Linked DNA regions of Mus musculus: region 2 is linked to region 1. Evidence: chromatin contacts called from public Hi-C data. All regions are on one chromosome and are shown on one strand. Each heading gives the region's core, a stretch centred on a gene start, on an enhancer-like site or on the middle of the called end of the contact. The rest is flanking DNA. Distances are from core to core; before and after follow the strand shown.

The links. A called contact is a pair of places that touch in the nucleus more often than the background predicts.
Region 2: a contact with region 1 is called in a Hi-C map of bone marrow-derived macrophages, with 29 read pairs. The contact joins the promoter of Fam166b here to the enhancer-like site in region 1. A contact is called at or near these places in 17 of 39 promoter capture datasets (the C10 cell line, the HPC-7 cell line, HPC-7-derived erythroid cells and 12 more), 37 of 484 Hi-C or Micro-C datasets (the 63-12 cell line, B cells, the C10 cell line and 28 more), 8 of 115 datasets of contacts at active chromatin or transcription factors (the HPC-7 cell line, T-cell acute lymphoblastic leukemia, astrocytes and 4 more) and 4 of 9 other capture datasets (adipose tissue, liver, macrophages and 1 more).

The regions. Positions count from the first base shown.
Region 1 is chr4:43,545,701-43,549,064 of GRCm38.p6, reverse strand. Tln1 (talin 1) reads left to right here. Exons shown (of 57, transcript NM_011602.5): 18 at 919-1,086; 19 at 1,269-1,563; 20 at 2,149-2,315; 21 at 3,077-3,205; 22 at 3,343-3,364. Among named protein-coding and RNA genes, the nearest start is that of Tln1, 15 kb to the left of the region's middle. Within about 2 kb of position 1,689, at least 8 of the 459 cell types and tissues checked have an H3K27ac peak or open chromatin away from gene starts, as enhancers often do. A contact at or near this core is called in bone marrow-derived macrophages and microglia, where this site is marked.
Region 2 is chr4:43,427,532-43,430,690 of GRCm38.p6, reverse strand. It overlaps Fam166b (family with sequence similarity 166, member B), which reads left to right and starts at 1,557. Exons shown (of 6, transcript NM_001369077.1): 1 at 1,557-1,663; 2 at 2,225-2,448; 3 at 2,522-2,718; 4 at 2,852-2,903; 5 at 2,981-3,159. The coding sequence starts at 1,602.

The sequences.
Region 1 (3,364 bases), core at 440-2,939:
CAGAGCCCCACTCCTAGGAGAGAATCTCTGACCCGAAATCTAGAGCTTAGTCCTTCTTTCTGTGAATTGACCTATCCAAACCAGCCCAATCATGTTTCCAGATATGATACTGAGAACTTCTAGTCCCATGGGGGTGAGAATTCAGAACAAATGTAATCCCCTGGTTCAATTTGCCCTTGATGATGTTCTTAGCCCTGACTCCCCTGTACATAGCCCAGCTTTAAGCTATCTCAAGACACCCCTGCCACACTGAGGATGATGTCCTTCGAGCTACCCCTTCCCTTCCCCCACCCCAGCCAAGTTGCCTCAGCTGACTTTTCACCCTGGATTTCCATACAGATGTGTGTACCCAGAGGGGCTGGGGCTCCATCTTCCCCCGATTCCCCTACGGTAACGGTCTCTGGCCTGGGCCTTCCCAGCTTGGTCTTCTCTGAGCCGCATACACTCGCTTCCACGCCTCTTCCTCACCCTCCCAGGGGAACAGACATGATGGGAGATGGGGAGGCCTAGACTGACAGGGTTGAAGAAAAGAAATCAGATAGGGTAGGACAGGGTCTCGCTCCCAAACCTGCAGATGACTCCTTGCACCCTGAGATTGAGTAGCATGGAGATAGGAAATGCCCATCCAGTGTACCGCCTGCTCCTCCCTCCCCATCACTGTCCGAGTGTATCCGCCTCATGCCTCTCTCCCTTTGGTATAGATTCTGTTTCTGTTGGTGAGGGTTTGTTCTCGGTGAGCGTCTCTCCTTCTGGGTGCTCAAGGTAGAGGGGCTTGGGATAGGTTCTAAATGCTTGTGCGTATACTGTCCTCTGATTGGAATCAGCGGGAATAATGAAGCCGCTTACGCCTGTGAGAAGTGTCCGTGGGTTCTATCTAAGTTCAGTCTCAGGTCTCACTGGCCACTTTCTTGCCCTCAGGATGTTCTAATGCAGCTAGCAAAGGCAGTGGCAAGTGCTGCAGCCGCCCTGGTCCTCAAGGCCAAGAGTGTGGCCCAGCGCACAGAGGATTCCGGGCTTCAGACCCAAGTGATTGCTGCAGCTACGCAATGTGCTCTGTCCACTTCCCAGCTGGTGGCCTGTACCAAGGTGAGCCCAGATTTGCGGTATCCCCTGCCTCTGAATAATATTACCAGCATATGTACACAAACCTCTCATTCTATCTCTGACTCCTGGGGCCTCAGCACCACCCCAGTGACTACCAGGAAAACTGCAGAGACCCATCTCACAGCTCCTCTGTTGCCTGCATGTCTGAAATTCTTTTCTCATAGGTGGTAGCACCTACAATCAGCTCACCTGTGTGCCAAGAACAGCTAGTCGAGGCTGGGCGACTGGTGGCCAAAGCTGTGGAGGGCTGTGTGTCTGCCTCGCAAGCAGCTACAGAAGATGGACAGCTGCTTCGAGGGGTAGGAGCAGCAGCCACGGCTGTCACCCAGGCCCTCAATGAGCTGCTGCAGCACGTGAAGGCCCACGCCACCGGAGCTGGGCCTGCCGGTCGGTATGACCAAGCCACTGATACCATCCTCACCGTCACTGAAAACATCTTCAGCTCCATGGGTGATGCTGGTAAGAGTACTCGCCTCCGGGGAAACAAAAGCCCCGGCATGGGTCCCCCACACCCATGGGCATACCTTATAGATCCAGCCACCCAGCCTCTGAGGATCAGCACAGTGGCCTTTCTAGCTCTGTCCCTCTGGGCTCATTGGTCAGTCTAAAGCCTCCACTTCCCCATTGGTAAAGCAGAAGTATAAGCCTTGTTCTGTTTCCTTGGCGCACTTTAAAAAGAGACCAAGTTTATGCGCAGTAGTAGGTGGCAAGGTGCATGGTTAAGAGCTAGCTAGGCTTGTAAACAGGGAAGGAGACGGGGAAATTAGCCTCTCCACTTCAGCTTCCTACCCCGAACCACTCAAAGGAGACTGCCTCATCCTCTCAAGACATGCACTAGAAATACTAGCTGGAAACTGGCCCTTCCTCTCATGGGACCTCACCGGGAGATCTGTCCTGAGATCTTAACCCAGGAACCTGGACCTCAGGGGAAATCGTTTGAGACCTTTGCCAGTCTCTTCTCTGTTCCGGAAAGCCCACTCACCCTCCTCCCTATCCTCTGTCAGTGTCTCTGGCTTTCTTACCTGCGGCTCTCCTGTGTTCTAGGGGAGATGGTGCGCCAGGCCCGCATCCTGGCCCAAGCCACCTCAGACCTGGTCAATGCTATCAAGGCCGATGCTGAGGGGGAGAGTGATCTGGAGAACTCTAGAAAGCTCCTGAGTGCTGCCAAGATCCTCGCTGATGCCACCGCCAAGATGGTGGAGGCGGCCAAGGTACAAAGTCGGTTTCTCTACAGACCCTGAAGGGGAGGTGGGAGTGGAGAGGGCCAGCTAGGGCCTTGTCTGATGGGATGACCCACCCCAGGAAAGCAGAAAGTAGAAGAGAATAGATAAGGAAACTGCCAGGAAGGTCCTGGCTCCCAGCCTGCAGGTCGGCCACCAGCCAAGCATATAGCCATGTGACTGACTCTCACAGTGCACTCTGACCATGGGGGTCCGCATTCTTCTTTCATGTTGAAGGTCTGCTGTCCCCACTTTCCTTGGGTTGCTGCCACATCTGCTTGCTCTCTGTTCTTGGTACCCTGTGAAGGCAGAGAGCCTTTTGGTTTAGAGGTCTCCACTAGCCATACAGAATAGGATCACATTAGACATTGACACCCCAGGTGTAAAGACCATCAGAGGGGACCACCCGCCAAAGGTCCCCTGGGCTTTGCAACTGCTACAGATTCCTGAGGTCCCTTCTCCAGAGAGTCTTCCCCTCCCCAGGCCTGCCTGCTCACACTGAGTTAATCACACGGAGAGTTCTGTAGGACAGGCGTAGTTCCAGTGAAAGATTCACATCCTAGTGGCAATGAGGTACCCGGGGACCCCACAACCTGTCCTTTCTGAAACAGTTTTCAGCTCTCAGCAGTTAAAGCCTCAGTGAAGGTAATTCGAAATTAGATCAGGAAAACAAATGAGTTTTAAACTGGACTTAGAGGATTGAGAAAAGAGTGTATTTGAATCAAAGTGATGGTGGATGACGCTCCTCTCAGGGAGCAGCCGCCCACCCTGACAGTGAGGAACAGCAGCAGCGACTGCGTGAAGCAGCTGAGGGGCTTCGCATGGCCACCAATGCAGCTGCGCAGAACGCCATCAAGAAGAAGTTGGTGCAGCGCCTGGAGGTGAGGCTGGGGATCTGGGCAGGGTCTGGAAGGATAAATGGTGGATACAGTGGGAGGGGTGCCAGGGATGGATGGTTGCCTTAGGGTGTAGTGAGGGCCTGGGAATGCCTGGCCTTCTCATTCCTCTGTCCTCCCAGCATGCAGCCAAGCAAGCTGCAG
Region 2 (3,159 bases), core at 308-2,807, 120 kb after region 1:
GGCAGTCCTCCTGCCTCAGCCTCCCAAGTGCCAATGTTAGGAGTGTGCTACCACATTTAGCTTTTGAGCCTGTCTAGCCTTCAAAGACTTTAAGTAATAACGCTTTGACTCAAAGTAAAAATGGCCTTAACAATAACGGAATAGAAAAGTGGGTCACTTCAGCTGCTCAGTCTCTCATCCATCTAGTCCACCCTGATGTTTGTCCCTGGGAAGTGTTCTCAAGGGTTCAAGGTGTCTGCTCAAGTGTTCCATCATCACATAGAGGGCCATTTCGAGCCAGAAAGCAACCTCCTCTCCTCTTGTGTGTCTCCTTCTGAGGAGCTAAGGCTATTCCACAGGGCCCCTCCTAGCTACAAGAGTGCCAGAAGCCCAGGCTCACAATCTAGACTGTTAAAAACTTTGCTTTGTTTAAAAAAGTAAAGTTGGCTTGCCTGCTGGTCTTAATCCTTTATCCTTACATGACTCTCCTTCCCTGAACCCTCTGAGTGGGAGCACACCCCCGACTCCTCACAGGGTTACCACTCACCCACATTCCCTGTGTCAGAAGCCGAGGCATCCTCGTGAGGCCTTAGTCACCACTCCTTTCACCTACCTTCTCGAGACCGCTGACCCTCAGAGTCTTGGTAAGCTCAGGTATTTTAACTTTCTCACTGGAGTTTGGAGAAGTTGGGGCCAGAGAAAGTTAAGGTACCTACCTCCTCCAAGAGGATGAGGCCCTCAGATAGGTGTCAAAGCCTGCCGGGCCTCATGCCCCAGTTCTTGCCCCCACCCCACAATTCTGGCTTCACATTCTTCTGAGCTAATATCTTTATGTCCTGGGGGATACACTTGGGTGGTAGAGGACTTGCCCTGCCTGTGTGGGGCCTCTGTTTCCAGCTCCAGGACGTTGGTACATTAATTTGGGCGCCAGGGCAGTCAGGGTAAACAGTATCATCCGCAGCTGCACATGAGGCCAGCGGCTCAGTCTTAGCCAGAGGCTTGTGGACCTTCCTTCCGCATAGTACGTTCTGCCATCCTTAGGGTGTTGAGCCGAGCAAGACGTTATTAATGAGTGGATGATTTGGAGTATAGCAGCTATCCAGTAAATAATCCTTGCATTAATGCAATTATCTGTTTCTTTTTCTTTCCCTTTCCCTCTTTCTTTCCCTCTCTTTCTCTCTCTTTCTCTCTCTCTCTCTCTCTCTCTCTCTCTCTCTCTCTCTCTCTCTCTCTCTCTCTCTCTCTCTCTCTCTCTCTCTCTCTCTTTCTGTTTCTCGAGACAGGGTTTCTCTGTGTAGCCCTGGCTGTCCTGGAACTCACTCTGTAGACCAGGCTGGCCTCATCCTCTTGCCTTCCACCCAGAGGCTTTCGCAGCTGTTCCCCTCAGCCTCTGCCCTTTTCCAAGTGACAGAGCGGCACCCACTCCGGGAAGACCAGGAAGCTCCTCTCCACCACCTCTGCTGGCTTTACCCCAGCAATCCCCACTCCAGGGAGTGGGGGGTGGGCCTTCATTCGCCAACTCTCGGCCCCGCCCCCTCCCTCCTGCCCCATAGCCCTGGACACAGTACACAGGGCCCAGAGTCCCTCCTGGAAGGGAAATAAAAGGAACTGCGCCAGTTCCCATGGCTGTGGTCAACACTTCCATCCCAGGGCTCAGCGGCGAGAATCCGCATTATATTCCAGGGTAAGACTCCTCCCAGAGCACTCCCCTGCTTGCTTCTGGGAATGGGGATTGGGATCTAGGAGCCAGTTCACAGACACTGGGGTCAAGATGAGAACTGGGGTGTGTCAATGGTATGGTATGGAAAGGGGAATCTAGCGGCTGTGAGAGCCAGGTCTAACAAAGCTTTGTGTTGTGGTCCCCACGGAAACAGGGTAAAAGCAGGAAGGACTGGACACCCAGGCAGAGGGCTGGGGATGTAGTCGCTTCAGTGATTTAATGATTGCCTAGAACACAAGGCACTAGGTCCTGTCCCCAGTAGGTAAAAGAGACAAAGAACAGAAATAAAGACCTCCAGACTCAAGCTGGGGCAGGAGTGGTTGGACCCGTGTGAGCCAAGCATGGGGCGGGGATGTAGAAGGATCAAAGGTGTTTGGTCAGCCTAGGCTAGAGAGTGAGACCCCGTGTAAAAATAAACACACAAGCACTTGCTGCAAGTGCACACCAAAGCGGGGCTTTCCTGCCTGTGTCAGGATGGTGGTGTAGGGTCCAACTCAGAGCTATGGGATGGATCCTGTGCTGCAGGTACACCGGACACTGCCCGCTACTTCGGTTCAGCATGGGCCAGACCTATGGGCAGGTGACTGGTCAGCTACTCCGAGGCCCTCCTGGTCTAGCCTGGCCTCCTGCCCACCGCACACTTCTGCCTCCCATCCAGTCTCCAAGATCTCCTGTGATCTCCAAGGGGAGGCTGCCTCCCAGGCGCGGGCATGAAAGGCTCAGCTCCAGCATAATCCCTGGGTATACAGGTCTGTATAGAGGTCTGAATGGGTGTCCCCTTCGAAGAGAACGTGCCGTGAACTAACACATCTTCTCCGTCAGGTTTTATACCACGGGCACAGTTCATTTTTGCCAAGAACTGCAACCAGGTTTGGGCTGAAGCTATGAGTGAATTTACACGAAGGCACGGGGAGCAAGAGAGCCATCAACTGCCAGACGGAGCCAAGGGAGAGAGAGAAGTGGAAGAAGACCAGCTGCGGGAGGCAGAGGAGCCACCGCTGAAGCAGGAGTTGGCACATGTGAGATGGGGCAGGCAGGTGGGGTGGGGGTGGGCGCTCGTGCTTTGCCTGGGGGCACCGTGGGGCATGGCTGCCAGCTGTCTGCGGGGTGCCTGAACTTAATTCTTTTTCTTTCATTGACTTCTCTCATCAGGCTTCCCCCTACTCCATGGATGATACAGATCCCCACAAGTTCTTCATGTCAGGTGAGAGGAAGTGGGTAGCAACCAAAGGCGAGGGGAGACCGCAGGACGTCTTGACTCAGCATCTCCCCCACCCCCAGGTTTCACGGGCTATGTGCCCCGTGCCCGCTTCCTCTTTGGCTCCAGCTTCCCTGTGCTTACCAACCAGGCATTGCAGGAATTTGGGCAGATGTGCTCACGGGGCCGGGCGCACAAGGACCCCAAACCTCTCTCCCCACTTCCCAGGCCCACGTTTCAGAATCTGGGTCTCCTACCTCAC